Regions from separate parts of the Zea mays genome. Here region 1 is linked to region 2. Evidence: chromatin contacts called from public Hi-C data. All regions are on one chromosome and are shown on one strand. Each heading gives the region's core, a stretch centred on a gene start, on an enhancer-like site or on the middle of the called end of the contact. The rest is flanking DNA. Distances are from core to core; before and after follow the strand shown.

Evidence for each region. A called contact is a pair of places that touch in the nucleus more often than the background predicts.
Region 1: a contact with region 2 is called in a Hi-C map of leaf, with 6 times the contacts expected there. The contact joins the enhancer-like site here to the promoter of LOC100283279 in region 2. A contact is called at or near these places in 4 of 25 Hi-C or Micro-C datasets (bundle sheath, ear, leaf and 1 more).

Annotation. Positions count from the first base shown.
Region 1 is chr3:205,632,815-205,638,337 of Zm-B73-REFERENCE-NAM-5.0, reverse strand. It overlaps the pseudogene LOC100272503. Among protein-coding and RNA genes, the nearest start is that of LOC100192885, 16 kb to the left of the region's middle. Within about 2 kb of position 2,452, at least 18 of the 20 cell types and tissues checked have an H3K27ac peak or open chromatin away from gene starts, as enhancers often do. A contact at or near this core is called in bundle sheath, ear, leaf and 1 more, where this site is marked.
Region 2 is chr3:205,354,575-205,360,389 of Zm-B73-REFERENCE-NAM-5.0, reverse strand. It overlaps LOC100283279 (dehydrin6), which reads left to right and starts at 2,138. Exons shown (of 5, transcript NM_001156181.2): 1 at 2,138-2,529; 2 at 5,215-5,395; 3 at 5,522-5,663; 4 at 5,746-5,815. The coding sequence starts at 2,316. It overlaps LOC109944883 (a long non-coding RNA gene), which reads right to left and starts at 1,124. Exons shown (of 4, transcript XR_002750313.2): 1 at 749-1,124.

The sequences.
Region 1 (5,523 bases), core at 1,203-3,702, 280 kb before region 2:
AATACTTGCCCAAACAAACCAAGCATTGATCCTATCATCCGTCAATGCTCCACATGTGGATCAACAAAATACTGCTTCAGGTCTTTTTCATACAATAGAATAGATATGTTTTCTTATAATCCCGTTTTTAATTGTTTCTTAGATATAGCATAAAAATATAACGATTTACTTACTCAACTTATCATTGTAGGTACAAGCTCACTTTCAAGGCATCAGATGGAACTGCAGAAGCTGAAATGTTTGCTTTCGACACTGTTGCAAGGACAATTATTGGGAAACCATGTCCAATGGTTGTTGCATCATTTTCCAGATGCATCAGCTATCCCACCTGAAATTACAGCAATCGTTTCACGGAAATACACATTCATTGTAGTGTTCAACAACCAATCATACAGATTTCTAGAAAAAGCATTGCTCATAAAAGGAATTGTAGCATCATATGGAAGAATGACATCACTACCAAGAGTTCAAGAAAAACTTGATGTGCACCTTCCTCCCAATCCAGCCAAAAACAAACTGATAACAACAGCTGCTCAATCTCCCTCTACAGTCATGTCTAGACTTTCCACGGCGGACTCACCAAGTGTAAGTTAAATCATGCTTATCAAATACCTTTTCATTCTTGAACTTCCATTTAATGATAGATGTTTCATTCATCCTCAGGTGAGTCGAAAGCTAACCTATTCTCCAGCAAAGGATAAACCTGAGGTAAGTCTATTTGATATTTGATATGAAGGAAACAATCCACCATGTTCTACACCAACACTTGAAAGAAAAAAAATGAAATATGACATCTTTTTTGAATATTTTCAATATATGATTTTTTTTCAAAAAACTTTACCAACTGTTCTTAATTTCCCTTTTACTCTTATACAAATAATTTAACTATTGCACAGACAAACCCTCTTGATGCTGATAAAAATAGAGCTCCTGCAACAACACTTGAATCACCTACAAAAAGGTCTGTAGTTCTCATCTCATCATATAGTACTACTTCCATTAGTACATTCGCTATACTATACAGCTAAACTTTCATCCTACATTCATCCAGGATCAAACAAGACCCTAAGAATCAACAAGAGTAGACGTTGTGTGCAACACAGTAAGGTAAACAATGCAGCTACAACTTCAAATAGACTAAAACTTTACTCTATGATTGAAATATCCTACCATTATTGGCTGCAGGAATACTTCTGAACATCACGCCCAAACTTCAACAAACGAAGCATATTCCTCACTATTTTGTCTATAAATATTATGTGTGCCTTCTTCTATGAAGCAAACCTTACCCTCGATATGCTATATATAATATCTATGTATTGTCATGTAATATAACCATCTATAAACTCATCAGTTGCTACAATATATTCTAAGCAAACCTTACCCTCGATATGCTATATATAATATCTATGTATTGCCATGTAATATAACCATCTATAAACTCATCAGTTGCTACAACATATTCTCATGTTATGCATATAAAATTGTTTGCTTCGGTTCGGTAAAAATATATAACATAAAAAAGCTAAACGTGCGCGCCAGCACGCCAGTTGACCTGTATAATAACCAACCGGAAAGGGGAAAAAAGGAGAAAAAATGTGCCTGACTCCCCGAAATACTGATATATATGCCATATACCTTGTATATAATGAAAGTTTATTGTACACATGTGTATACTGATGAGGTGATGAACATATTAGTAATACGGAGTCATTTTTGTTTTAATCTTCTTTTAGCAAGTATATTCTAGTGTAAGCACGCCATCTATAAGAGTGTCCATGCTAGACTCCTCAATTACGATGGAAACCGAACGCATGCTGTTGCTGTCTTGGTCAGGCAATTAAGCGAGAGGACTTCAACTCCGCTCGTGCAGAAAAGTTCACGGTGACACCTTCGATCCACGATGTTCATTAGCATAGAGACAGTGGTGGATCCAGCTCTAAAAAAATAGGTATGGAAGAGTCGCGAACAATCGAAGACATATAATATAGGAACGTAAGTAATATATAAAAGCAAATTGTATTCGGTACTATTTATCTATAACTGAATCGCGCAAACAAGACGATAAACGGTTTGGTGATCGATAAATATATGCCATAAGATAAGATTCATGATAACACCTCAGAAAAGGCAAGAACATTTTGCTTCATGCAACAATTTCAAACATACAGCAAAAGATAAACGACAAACCTGTCAATTAGGAAAAAAACTAAGATTAGTTTGTGAGTGTCAATAAATAATCATGCATTTATTTATCTTTGTAGATCTCATTGTAATCAGCACAGTGGTGCAAGCAAAATTGTAAACGAACACTCTGATAAAAAGCTATGCTTTTCGAAGTATGAAATACACAACAACAAAAAAATCGTACTGGGCCTGATACAGTGATTCCTTCAGACGTATTGCCCACGAGGCATTTTTTTTTGTTGGGTACGTGGTTGCCTCTCGCGCAGGTGTGCACAAGGCTAGGCCAGCCCAGCCCAGCAGTCCACTCGCGCATAGATCCAAGCGTTAATGCCCCGAGCGCGAGCGTGAATGCGTGATGCTGCAAGCCAAAAACCCTTCCGTTTGCGCGAGCGCCCCAGTGCCCCCAGCAACGACTAACGAGCCAACGACTGGTTGGCCCGTCGCTGCCGCCCAGCGCCAGGTGCCCAGGTCTTCTTCGGGCCCTTCGTCGGCAAGCACCACCAGGTGTGCGAAACAGAGCACCAAGCCCTAACTTACCTTTTGTATTCGGATCTGATCTAATTATTGTTGAGAACTACGTTATCGCGGATCACCAGATCCGCTCCCTTTCCTCCCGTCAACAGTAAAGGCGCGAGAAGCTGTAGAGAACCCGTCTCCCTTCCCATAAGCACGACAGAGGAAACACACGAGACACATGATATAGAGTTGGGTCTCTGACCTCTTTCTGATCTCTTCACTATATTATGAGGTGTATAGGTTCATTATATAGAGATGTGAGACCCATCGTGGGCAAAGTAGGTATTTGCCCACATAACCCTAACTAGGGTTACTTAACACTCCCCCTTGGGCGAATATCGCGACCAACACATGTCTCGTTAAAACTCCGAAAAACCCAGTGGAAAAAATATGGAGAAAGAGTGCATGGTGATACAATTGCATTTGCACTTTGTTGCCTCGTTAAAAACCTTATGTGAGAAACTTCAAGAAAACTCACTAAGGGGAAAAGAGTGCATCAACTGTCATCAGGACATATTTCGATCTTCTAGATCTAGATTACATCGAATCTTCTACAAGAGCTAAATTTAGAAATGTGCTCCCCTTGATCCTTGCAAAACCGTATCAATATGGCACAACATCTTCTTCTAAAAGTATATGCACATAAAGATTTAGCAAACAGATTGCATATCCTTGCAAGGACTATTTCAGGAACTTTACCTCTACTCACTTCTAGGATATACGAGGTAAGTGCACGTATCAATATAAATAAGCCACTTTGACTGATGGTGTTCGATCGACTGGATCTATATATTTGATAGAAAGTTCCATAAAGGTTCGTATATTGATCATCAAGCTCACGCCTTCAGGACATAGAATATGACATTTATTGTCTCACGATTATGATCAATATAAGCATTCGCTCCCCCTGACGATGACATCTGTCAAAGTCGTTATCCCTCATAACTCAAGCATATTCTTCAATATATATGTCTCATTGTTCATCTGGAATAACGAGAACGGATGAGGTTGGAGTGCTATCATTTTCTATCTTACACCACAATTTATACATAGTTGTGCAAAGCAAATAACATGTCCTTCATTAGGACTTAGGGGATAATATAGTTGCAATAGTACATATTCTAAATATGACACATCGCTCCAGGCGTTCATCCATCGCAACATCTATGATGGTGTAACAAAAGTCCATCAAAGATCGTAATCCATCAGGGATTTTTCATCGATCAGATACATCGTTATAGTCTGTCATTCTGGTACAATGGGATATTTTGCCAGTAACACCTAAACCTTATAGGTTTCTGCCATCAGGGCTTTAGAGGATACCGTAATTCCACATATGATGGAATACACGAGTGTACATACACTCGGTAAAACTCGTGACATGCACATGTGCTTATCAAGCAAACTTCAAGTCCTTTGGTTCCTCATTTCATTCATTCTCGGGTCTATATGGGTCTTTATCCCTTTATAGGGATTATCAAACTTTGGTGTTTAACACAGACTTTATTTCTTCTGGAAAGGTTCCATCAAGGAACTATAATCTCATCTAGGAGATATTCTCTCTACATAGGAGAGTGTTCATTCATCAGGAATGTATTATTCGGTAAGAGATTTATATGTTGCATATTTATAATTCAAAGATACGAGTCCTTCTAGGATCTCATGACGGATCTTCAGAATCCTATTAACTGCATATTTTAATTCATGCCATTTGTCAGATATATTACATAGCGGAACAGTGTTTATTCAACACATATGTGGGATAGATCTCTCACAAGACCACTTGAACCATCGCATTCACCACATATTATTTCAGCAGTGCCCATAAATGTCCGAACTTCAAGCTCGCGACTTTTATTTTGCGATTATTGGTTCAGCCTCGATTGCATTTATCAATGACCCGATAAGAGAGCTTAAAACACTCATGCCTAGGACTTTGTTTTGGATCCATTTGCAATCTAGAGGGACAAGATAGGTGTCAACATATTTGTCTCCCACATTTAATAATGATCTCCGTCATTTCCCAAAACGAAAGATTCATTGTTCTGTATTCCCAGCACAATGATATTGCGCGCATTGCTAGGAATTTCATCATCAAGATGAACCTCTTCGTGAGGCAAATCACCATCAGGGTGAATTAATCGAAGGAGAGTTATCACAGACCACGTGAATCTGCAATCAGAATATATGTTTTGACTAAGGCTGATGGATCATATTCGCAGGCGTCCCCGAGAATAGATCAAATACCAATAAGTCAAATGTGGATATGATATTAATCCCGGGTATATCCACATCTACATCAGGTAGAAGCATTCAGACCAATATGGTTACTCCTCAACGATTTCTGACAAACTCCATATACATAGGAGTACACACTAAACGACAAGTTTAGTTTGGCTTTTGTGCGTTTTATAGAATATTGAGGCATTACACTATATGGGCATTCCTCCCCCTAATGTCGAGATGTTCTAAAAGCATACAGATAAAATCCCCAACCACAATCATCGAGTTGTGGCCATTGTATGCTATTGTGGTGATTTATTTAGGAAATATTACGCACATTATAGATAATGGTTTTATGCAGTGAGCTGTGGACTTAGATTAATGTAGTGGCATGAATACTACATATTTGTCCTTCAACATGAAGGGTTAGTCTCAACATCCAGTGAGACACACAACAACAAATTGCTTCGTGGTTACAATTCTGCAAATTTATTGTTTTATTACCAAATACACAGTCAATCATTAAGATTTAAACTAACATGCACAACACTATTTTTATCCATAAGGGTCCTTCAGGGGCTATTGCATACCATTCGT
Region 2 (5,815 bases), core at 889-3,388:
TTTGTTCAATCAAAGAAACTAGGATTTCCCTTATGCTCCCGCTGCCCAATTTAGTCATCCTAATTTGACTGTAGCCAGTTGTCATGCATCTAAATGACCATCATAGGCATGAGTAAACAGGCTTGCAGAAGCGCATGAGCCTATTTGTTCTCAGTGACATGCAATTCCAAATAAGGTTGAGCATCATCGCCCTTTTAAATCGCTACGTTTCACATATTGGGGCTCAATTGCATGTCGTACATGTCAACATCACTTGCACTGCTAAGAGGATACATTCACCCAGTTGAAGAAACATGATATATGATTCTTCTTAATTTTGTCTTTGCAGAATACAAACACAAATGTCATGTATTTAAGTAAAATAAAAGATAACATGCATTTTTAGCACTACATTTCGTAGGGTATCAATATATTTGCCAAAACCATCATAAATAGTAAATCTATTTTGAAAACAATACATCAGGGAGCTAAAAAATTAAGTAATCATGATCGCTAGTTTGTGAAATTGAACAAGAGTATTTTGTATAGCAAATCTAGAATTATTTTTCCTTCATCCTTTAGGAAAAAGGGAGGAAAATATCCATAATCACAACATACATGTTTTGGAAAGGCAGAGCCTCGATCAAGCAAAATGAAATAAAGGAGATGGATGCAAGTACTTAGCTCAATTAGCAAGATTATTGAAAGCTAGATCTGGGTTTGTGATATGAGCGCCAGGGATTGAGGTTTTCCGATGAGAGTAGCAAACCTAGGGTTCAGGGCTAGGGCGGCAGAGGGGGTCCGAACCGAGCACTGATCAAGTGAGGAGGAGGTCATCAGCATGCCTCCCTGCATCCTCAGATCGAGCAAGATCTCCCCTGTCCTCCTCGACGGGCTCCCGTGGTCGCCGGAGGCGGTGTAACAGAGGTTGCTAGACATGTTGGGCGGATCGACCAGCGGGAGGCATGGAGCGATAGACGAGCAGTGGTTCGCTGAGCCAGCGTGACTAGGAGGAGGGAGAGAAAATAGAGATCGACCACAACGAGATAGGGGTGGGCATCGAGACGGGGGACGGGGCGTGCAACATGGGCGGGGGGGGGGGGGGGGGGGGGAGCAGGCGGGCAGGGCAGAGCTGTGGACGCTGACTTTACACTCTTAGAACATGTTTGGATTCATACTACTAAAGCAAAATGACTAAAGTTTAGTCGGTTTAAAAGCTAAACTTCCAAACACAAAGGATTAAAAGTAACTAAAATGTGTTAGCTCCTTTAGCTTTCAAGGAGTAGCTAAAAATGACTAAAACCCATGCTTTATACCTGGTCCCTACATCCACACCTGCACCTAGCGCGTGCTGTAGCAGGTCCCCCATTCCTGTCACTTGTTCTAAACAATATTTCAAGTAGTTGGTCCCCCACTTGTTTAGTCCCCACGCCCGCCCAACATTTATGATTATAATTTTATTAATGTCTGTTAGTCACTTCTTCTAAATAGACGGTGACTAAAATTTAGCGAGTAATTTTAGTTAAGCCTTATGGCTCAAACAGTTATAGATATAGATGGAGAGCCATACGCGAGGCATGCGAGTGGCCGACAAGGCGTCGAGGCTGGCACAACAGTTGCATACGTTATCGTAAATCTTTAATTAAATTAGAAAGGGTCACCTAGAAGGAGCTTGGCCACCAAGTATTGGCGCCTGGTCGGTCTTGCCGAATTCAAACCCCGTGGCCGTGATTGCTTCGCGAAACTTCTCTTCGACCATCTTCTTTTCCCAGACCGCCCTCCGCCTACAGTCCACCAGCCGCTCCACGCCGTTGGATGCCGTCCAAGGGCCCCTTCGCGCCACGTGTAGAATGGTCGCTGCCGCTTTCCTCGCGATCTCCACCGCCCTCCTGACTTGCTTTGCTTGCCCTGGGTCCCCGTTCCCCGACGACGTGCCCGACGCCGCGGCGCCTCCTTGTCCACGCGTTCGTGCTTCCCAATTCAAGTACTACCCCATTTCTGCACCCTCATGTGTGGTGTTAGTGTCACTGCCGGTGGGCCTGAATCTGTGCCTGGCGCCTTGATTCACCGTTAGCGAAGGGGTAGGCGGCGGGATCCCTTTCCGTGGGGACACCCTACTTGCGCGGACAAAACGAGCCACGGTGTTCCAACGGCGGGCGCCCGTGCAAACGTAGTTCGACGGTCAGGATCGCATCCATCGCCGTTTATAAAACGACTTGGCTACGCTTCACGCACACGGCGTCTTTGGGTGAGCACACCGCGCAGCAACGAGAGGGGCAAACAAGCTTGCTACTGTGATTTCTCGTCCGAGCAGCGGCGGAGGAGAGAGAGAGAGCATGGCCGACCACAAGGAGGAGCCTGTGCCGGAGTCTGTGATGGACAAGATCACCGAGAAGTTCCACGGCGGGGACTCGTCGTCGTCGTCGTCTGACTCGGACGACGAGAAGAAGGGGTCCTCGTTGGCGTCGGCGGCGGAAGCCATGAAGGCCAAGATCTACCGCCTTTTCGGCCGGGAGAGGCCCGTCCACTCCGTCCTCGGCGGCGGCAAGCGTAAGACCCCACGATTTGTATACCCGATTCGTTCCTGTTTTTTTTAGATCCGATCCGATCTAGTTATATCTGTGCTTGGGCGGTGCTACCTTGGACTGGTGCAAAATAGTTCGTCACTTCGTTAATAAGCTGCCTTTTTATTTGAAACTGGAAAGTGCTTGGACCGTGGTTTTGGCATCTGTAGCGTATTTGCTAAGTAACTCGACGATTTCCCTTTGACTTGATCAGCTATAGCGGTCAGCGGCGGCAGCTTGTCCTCACCCTTAAACCCTAACACGCGCTGTTCGATCTCGACTTGGGAACGGATCTGGAATGTTTAGTTGGCTGTTCACTTGTTTACTACTGTCTTGCGCGCGCCCATGCGCGCGTGGTGTTGTGTGTGTGTTTTGTAATTTTGCAATGTTTGGATTTAATTTATAATTTACATGGAATGCAAACAAAAGGTGCATTGTGTTTCGTATATGCATTTAGATGCATGTACAAGCTAGTATTATTTACATGTCACAAATAACGTTCATAGTTTTATAGCCTCCAGCATAGTTCTTGGTGCAAATAAGATAAACACATGAATTACTAAAGATGACGGATAAGGTTGCAGTTCGTATTTTTTTCCTAAATTTTGGTTCTTGATTTGGATCTGGTACCTTCTGGTAGAGCAAGATGTTGTCGGCATCGAACATTCCTACAAAGCAAGTATGAAATAGTTAAGCATCCTGACACTCGTAAAATAGCAAAGCTAAAACAAATTAGTTACTCCTATAAACATTTAAATTATACAATCAGTACATGTTTGGCTCGAAACTAATAATGAGGATGTAGCAATATGCTAAACTTTAGCTATATGGATATAAATAGGTCTAGATAACAGATGGGAATAAACTTTAGATTGTTTCTAAATCCCCATTATCTTACTATCTACCCAAATAATGGGGGCTAACAGGAACATTACTCTCCACTTATTAATTAATCCATTAGTTATGGATCTGAACTCCACAACCTACTATCCACTCTGCTAGGCAGTAGTTAGCAAATATTAGCTAAATAATGATAATATGTACTACATCCAATAGATCCTAAGAAAGGCCGGGACAACCAAATAGCAAATAGCCATGCATGGTAATCCACATGCAATCAGCAACTTGGAAGCAAAAGCTCATCAACATTATGTGATGGTCATGGCACCAGCTGAAAAAAATGTAGGTTAGTAAATGTTGGGTATTTATAGAATCTGACTCCAACAATTTGATTGTTGTGAAAGCTTATATTATGAAATAAAAAACGCTTCTTAGGCCATAAGAATTGAAATCTAGAGCTTCAAGAGGCTGCAGAGTTAGTTCTTACTTTAGGTGATTTTTTGCGACATATGCTAGGGTTCGTAAAGCATGAGCACATAAGTTAGCCCTGTTTTAAATATACGAATCATTGTATGAAAGTTAGAAAGTGTGGGTGTAAATAAAAGGAGTTCATGACATAAGGAATAAATCAAGATTGGCTCCCGGTTACCGTACCAATTCTTGCTCACCCATCCCTCCCATCAGATCACTGCATCTCATCTAGGTCGGCCTAGTCCTAGCGAGCCGTGGTGGCTGGCCTCTGCCGAACCGAGGTGACGGACACGGGGGCACTCCGTGGGATCGTTCCCCAGCCTCATTACATGATGTTTCTAGACAGCAGCGGACAGACTGAGAGAATATATAGGAATGTGTCTTCTTCCTCTCGCTTATGGGGGTGATGCCTTTTAGGCTTCCACGGAGAGGAGGTCGTGGAACCGTGGGTTCCTCATTCCCAGATCCGGCCAACGCGAGCAGAACTGTGGCATTGGGGGTGAGGATGGGATTCCTGGCGAAGAGACAGGGGAGGGGATGGTGATGCGAGCACAGTTGCGGTGTTGTGGAGAGGGGGAGAGGAGGGGAAGGATTGGGGATCCCGACACCTTTAGATTCGGCCGGAGCAGGCACGGTTGTGGCGTCAGGGAGGGGGAAAGGACGTAGGGAGGAGGAGAATGGCTCGCATCTGTTGGGAGCGTCAAGCTGCTCCATCGTCGTCGTTGTAGCCATCGCGGTCGACATCCTCTTCACCATGGATAGTGCCGCCCCGGCAACCGAGAGGGAGATGTATCCTCTGGAAGCGTCGCGATTTATCTAGCATGAGGAGGCCGCCTGGCCCCTGGTGCGCGAGAACACTCGTGTAGCCTTTGGAATCCGATCCTATGGTCGAAAGATTAATGGACGACGTGGATAGGCTCATAAGCCACTTTTTGGAGCTGGTTTCATAATAAGAGCAACTCCAATAGTTATGTAAATTTTAGCTCTCTAAATCACAGATTTAAGAAGTTCCTAAATAACTAAATAACTTTGGGAGTAAACAAATGTGAGTTCTCCAATAGTTCTCTAAAAATATGTTGTAGTTTTGTTTTGTATCTATCCACATTAAAAAAATAAGTCACAAATGTCAGCAATTATCTTCGTTACCTACATAAATGGTTGCCAAATGTAGAGAGGAAATGAGGTTAGATGAGAAGTGGCTAAATTTAGAAGTTAATTTAGAGAACTATTGGAGAGGAGTTTTATGTTAGCTACCTAAATTATTGATTTAGAAAGTATTTTAGAGAACCACTGGAGTTGCTCTAAGGAAATTACAGATGTTTGGGCTGATGCGGTTATTTCTTCACAAATGTGCTTGCAGCTGCCGATCTTATCCTATGGAGGAACAGGAAGATCTCTGGCGGGGTACTTGCTGGTGCCACGGCCATCTGGCTCCTATTCGAGGTCATGGAGTACCATCTCCTCACCTTGGTGTGCCACTGTCTCATCCTCTCGCTGGCCATCCTCTTCCTGTGGTCCAATGCCTCCACTTTCATCAACAAGTGAGCTTCTGGGATTCCTGATGTTCAAATGAAACCGAACTGGTTCTGAAACAGGGCCTGCTCTGATTGCCACGACACGAGCAAAATTTTATTACTTCTTCAATTTATGGCACTGCTGATTTTCAGGTCCCCACCGAACATTCCTGAGGTCAAAATCCCTGAGGATGTGGCTGTTAATGTTGCCCTGTCACTGAGATATGAGATCAACAGGGGCTTTGCTACCTTAAGGGAGATTGGGCATGGCCGTGATCTGAAGAAATTCCTAATTGTATGTTGGTTCTCTTTCAGCGTTGTGTCCAGTGTAAGACAATTCTTGGTATCGTGCTGATGCCTGGCACTTTTTTCTTCAGGTTATTGCAGGTCTCTGGCTTCTTTCAGTTCTCGGGAGCTGCTGCAACTTCCTGACACTGTTCTATATTG